Linked DNA regions of Mus musculus: region 1 is linked to region 2. A link is a contact called in public Hi-C data. All regions are on one chromosome and are shown on one strand. The core of a region is the stretch at or near the end of the contact, and the rest is flanking DNA. Distances in the headings are between cores, read along the strand shown. Region 1 holds the start of Pld5 (phospholipase D family, member 5). Region 2 overlaps Pld5 (phospholipase D family, member 5).

What was found. A called contact is a pair of places that touch in the nucleus more often than the background predicts.
Region 1: a Hi-C map of uterus shows a contact between it and region 2, with 3 times the contacts expected there. The contact joins the promoter of Pld5 here to the enhancer-like site in region 2. A contact is called at or near these places in 1 of 39 promoter capture datasets (stem cell-derived epiblast-like cells), 5 of 484 Hi-C or Micro-C datasets (cardiomyocytes, cerebral cortex, embryonic stem cells and 2 more), 1 of 115 datasets of contacts at active chromatin or transcription factors (embryonic stem cells) and 2 of 9 other capture datasets (adipose tissue and liver).

What each region holds. Positions count from the first base shown.
Region 1 is chr1:176,274,001-176,276,780 of GRCm38.p6, forward strand. It overlaps Pld5 (phospholipase D family, member 5), which reads right to left and starts at 1,312. Exons shown (of 10, transcript NM_176916.4): 1 at 686-1,312. The coding sequence starts at 874.
Region 2 is chr1:176,222,230-176,224,929 of GRCm38.p6, forward strand. The region is part of intron 1 of Pld5 (phospholipase D family, member 5); the gene reads right to left. Among named protein-coding and RNA genes, the nearest start is that of Gm46173, 17 kb to the left of the region's middle. Within about 2 kb of position 1,417, at least 13 of the 459 cell types and tissues checked have an H3K27ac peak or open chromatin away from gene starts, as enhancers often do. A contact at or near this core is called in uterus, where this site is marked.

The DNA.
Region 1 (2,780 bases), core at 62-2,561, 52 kb after region 2:
GAAAGACTTGCTTTCTTTCTAGAATGGTTAGTCTTAAGGACTCAGCCCCAGAGCCAAAGACCCAAGTCCTCACTGGAGAGAGAAGGGGTGTGGAGGTGGTTCGGATATCCATATCTCCTGGGTCTCACCGTTCAGGGTGCAGATTGCCTGGGACCTCTGGTCTGTCCTTAGTGCAAAGTCTCTCTCCACTTGGGCTCAGGTGGAGAGACTACCTAAAAACTCCTGCTAGCATCACAGTACACACTGCCAAAAACTCTGGTTCATCAGCGACAACTTTATTGCAGTGTTTTTGTAGTTTCTGCACTAAGTAAAACAGCTTCAAAGAACCAGGTGACCATCCCACTGAAACCCTTCTTGTGCAAAGCCTACTCCCTATAATCAGCCACTCTTCTCACAGGTAACCCAAGAACACCATGCACATAACCCTACAGGGAACAGCCAATCAGGAGATCTCTAGGATGCTGGGACTGGGGTACCTGAAGCAAACCTTTCTTTTCTCCATGCAGTTGAGTCATTAAGGTAAAAAGTGCAGGAGATGCCTCAGGGTTGGCAAACTACACAAGCATCCTGGCCCTGAGGGCGGGGTGCCCGCTGGAGTCCCCACTAGGGTGTCTACACCCTTAGTGCTTCCATCGACCACCTAGCCGCCCCCCAGTGCTCCCGGGAGGGAGCGAGTGGTCCTTACGTGTTCCAGTTTATCTTTCCTTCGGAGCCAGACGCTGGCGCTGTAGTCCTGCTGCTTGACACTGCTGTAGAAGTTCGCGCCCACTCGGGTCAGGCTGGGCGAGGGTTCCTTGGGGCGGCTTTTCAACCTCATCTGCTCGAAGCCCTCGTGGGGGGAGGCCGAGAGCCACTCGTGCTGCCGGATCTCCATCCTGACATGACCAGGCGGCTGCCCGACGCGCAACCCACTCGGGATAGGAGCAAGGAGCCGCCAGAGAGCGAGAGGCCAGGCGGGCGGTGAGATGGAGCTGAAGGAGAGAGAGGGGTGCACAGGGTGCCGATCGCCCTCGGAGAACACGGGGTGCTGATCTTCCAAGGGGTGTGCAGCGCGCTGGCTAGAGGCACTGGAGCGGGGACACGGGAAGAGGGACAGAGGCGGGAGGGTGTCGCAGGGTAGAGGATGGGAGAAGGGGTGGGGGAGGGAGCGGATGGGGGGACTGGACAAAGGGAGACCGGGAAGGAGTGGATGCCTGCTCCCGAGTGGCAGAAGTCAGGGTGCAGCGGAGGTGGCCGCGACGTCGCCTGCCGCTGCGGTCCCGAGCGGGAGCTCCGCTCGAGGCTGCTCCGCACCAACTGGAACCCGGGCCCCGAGGCGGGCGGGCAGCGGGGGTGGGGTGCGGTGGGAGGGGCCCAGCGGCCGAGCGGGAGCCCGCAGGTTGATGCAGTGAGCAGCCGCCCGGAGGCGAGCTCATAGTCCGGCCGCCGCCCTCTGCGCGCGCCTCTCTCCAGCCAGCCTGCCTGCCTCGCCCTGCCCTAGCCCTAGCCCTCGCCTGCGCGGGTTCTCGCCGGCAAACCACCGAGCGGCTGGTGAAGTGAGCGCGGTCCGCGCGCGATTGCGGGCAAGACTCGGGAGGAAGATGCTCCAGGAAGCCTCCACCTCCGCTCCGCACAGCTCCAGTTCCTTCTGACTCCGCTATCTATCCTTGTTCTGAAAGTTCACTAACTTCCCATCTCGGGCGCCCAGGCATCTCATCCCTCGGGACGTGAACAAGGGTGTCCCTAGAAAATGGCTTAGAGGACAGACATATATTTTTGTGAAGTACTTCATCGGAGGATGCCGCGATGCAATGCATGCCTCTCCACTAACCAGGGTAGCCCTCTCCTGTCCACCTTGTAGGATCTGTCACTTTTTGGCTCTCAGGGTCCCGAAGCTGTCTGGACTTGATACTTCAGTAGAGGCCATCCAGCGACAGCCTACATCTAATATTTGGATTTTGTTCCTTATTTGTGTGTGGCTGACTCCTGTACGGTTCTTTCTGCAGCTTCCAGGCTCACAAGGGCTTTGACACCAAGCCTATTCTAAGACAACCAAGCCTGAGGATTAGAGTGGCAGTTAATAACTGAATCTTAAATTCCTTATTGTTCATTCTCCCTTTTAGTCGATGGCTGAAAATATCTTTTTGGTTTGTTGTTTTAATCAGAAAAATGAAACTTAACTATTACTAACAACTGCAAGGTCCGAGTTTAAAAGCCTGGAAAGTCCATGTAAATTTGAGAACCACCCCGAGGGTTGGAAAAATCTGCAGGGGTTAAAATTATGTAGCCCTTGTCAATGCCTCCACACATCCCAGCCAACTCCTAACATTCTTACTCAGATATTGGTTTCAAAGAAAGACATTCCAAATTGGAATCTGTCAAACTCGTGAAGATAAATGTCTATTCAGAATGGCCGGAGAGGGCTATACCAGGAGGTAGAGTCCAGACTTTGTATGACCAAGTCCTGGCTCACACAGTCTCTCCAAATGTTATGCAAAAAAAAATAATGGCTGAAATAGAATCCCGTGGGCAGACCATGTGAGGAAGAAGCAACTGAATGCAAATAGACAATTTTCAGTCTTAAAGTCTAAGCTACGGGGCAGAGTGACCTATGGGTTGTAGTTAAACCTCACAGCTAATTCTGCAAGATAAATGTTATGAAGCCCATTTTCCTGTGAGGGATCTGTGGCTGAAGGAGAAACCACACTTGCAAACACATGTACCTAAGCCAGGCTTTTAAAACTGTGGAGCCTAGGTTTGTAACTCTTTGGTCATCTGCTTACCTAGGAAGGGCAAGGTCT
Region 2 (2,700 bases), core at 167-2,666:
AACCACGTGAAACTATGGATGGGTTCAAAAGAGATTCATCTTCGATAAGGGAACCATGAAACGTGCATTTAGTGGAATGTAATTTATCCTCTAAAAAAAGAGAAAAGAATAGTAGCCTAGTGGGTACTGCGTGGGCCTTATCAGATGTAAGGTTCTGAGTCTGAGCAACGCATACCACACACACACACACACACACACACACACACACAAACACACACACACACCACACACACACACACACACACGTAGAAAAATCTGTCATTAAGGAATTTGTGGGTGAGCCCTGAGAAAATAGGCTAAATGAAGGACTTCAGGCACAGAGAGACAAATACCGTATGGTCCCACTTATTTATGGACTCTGAAGGAGTCAAACTCATAAAAGTAAGATTAGCAGTCATCTTAAGAAGGATGGAGATAATGGGAAGCACACGAGTAACAGAGCTAAAAGACAAAGGGTATACAGGTTCACTTAGGAGGAGTGGAGTGAGCCTTAGAGACTCACTGCACAGCTCAGCCACTACTAACTCGACTAACACAGATTGCAAACACGCAAAAAGAGTATATTTTAAATATACTGCCATAAAAGTAAGTATAAGGATATTAATAAAGAAATTGATTTATTTATCTGTTTAGAGGGGAGGGGGTCTTGCCATGCTGCCTAGGTTGAACATAAATTCCCAGGCTCAAGCCATCCTCCTGTCCCAGTTCTGAGGAAAGAGTAACAGAGATTCCAAGCATGAATCCCAGGACTCTGGTGATGGGTTTAGTCTATCCACACTTTTAATTTACTCATTTAACAGTAAAAACAGGTAACAGGTATCTTGCTGCATTCCATAAGTATGTGCAATTATCATTTTCTAACTAAAAATAATATTTTTAAATCAAATATTTTTAACTGCCGGAACATTCTTTGCCCTTCTAAGACAAACAAAACAAAACAATAACAAAAAACAAGGTCTCCCTCTTAGACTTCCCATGGAAATCTCCTTTATTGATAACATACGTCAATTGCCAGTTACCACATCCATCTCTTATCATGTAAGGATCCTGCAGAGTTGTGGGTCCAAATATAATGTCTTTTGTTGATCATAAACTCGCCCTCAGAAATGGCCAAGCTGCGACTAAGTCGGCCCACTCTGAAGTTAGCATGAGTGCCCACCAGGTGGCGTGCGTGCACGGGCGTCGCTGTCTGTCCTCGGGAATATGGGCTCCCAAGCGTCCCAGGAAACCTGTTTTGTAAACATCCCCTGTAGCTGAGTTCACAAGCTATTACAGTCTAAGTGTGACTAGGCCACTGCTACTGAAGTTCAGAATTCCCCGGAAAGCCCCTTTCCACACTTCCTGAAAGCCCCTTCTCAGGAGTACCCCCATATTTCATAGCATCATGATATGTAGGCAGCGTTAAATGTGGATTTATTTCGAAACAACAACAACAAGAAAACTGAAACCCTCCGTATCTGTCTGTACTCATTTCTTCCTCTAACATTCTACGGCAAAACACAGGTTGCATTGCCAAGAGTTATAAAATTAGAGAGGAAACGAAAATCTGTTATTTTCAAAACAAGGTCTTTTAACTTAGCCAAAGAATTTTGAGTTTCAAAACAAGGCTCGTTCCCAAATGGTAGAGTTTTTACTAATTCACTGCTTTACGCACTTGTAGACTCTAACTTCACCAAATTTTGAATACATTCATTTTCAGCTATGCCAGCAACTGCCGGATAACCCAGCACTGTGCTTAGATGAACCCATCCTAGGTTATATAACACGCTCATGACATTCTGGCCGGGACGGCAAATTCTGTTGACTTCCTCACTGCAAAAGCGACAGAGCCCTGTAGAGAAAGAAAGTCAAGTAGCATAGCGATGTGGACAATGAAGTGTAGCGTTCCCCTTTTCCCTTACTTCCTGTCCGGCTTGGCTTCCTCAATTATTTAAGTAGCTTCCTGCTGCTTTCATGCCCACACTTGGAGACCTTTAAATATAATTTTATTTTTATTTTACTAAATGAAACGTCACCATACAAACTGTTCCAGAACAGCCCTTTCTATCCCTAGCATTTTATGGTAGAATCACGTGTGCCTCTGAAGGTCACTTGGATACCATTTAAAAAACAAAACAAAACAAAAAAACCCCCAAAAACTAACATTCCTGCAACATCCACTGTCCTTGAAGGTTTGGTACCCACAATGGTGTTCAACTGGAGGTGCTGTGGTAGACCTTTCTGAGGTAGGGTCTTATAGGTGCTGTTTGGTTGAGGGGTTGTGCCCTCAGAAGGTGGTGAACCCTGATTCTTCTCTCTGTGCCTCAGCTGTAGGAACCAAGGTTACCCCACACTCACCAAGAACAAACCTATGGGGTTGCCTAATCTTGAGCTTTGATACCCCCAAAATTGAGATTAAAGCCTAGCTCGCTGTGCTTTCAAAGGGGGTGTGCACCAGGCTTTTTACTCTAGTGGCAGAAAGCCATCCGGTGGAGAATTACCAGACTAAGAATAATACAGCGAGCGCCTCCCTATTGACAGCTGTGGAGACGATGTTTATAAAGTGGCCACACCTGGAGATTAACCACCACTGTAACAAGGTTCACAACCGCTGGTAATATAATGCAAAAGGATTACAACAGCACACTCTAATGAAAGGTGTTTTAAACTCAGGGGTTGTTTATTTGTGGAATTTGCTACTTGATATTTTGTTACTGCGGT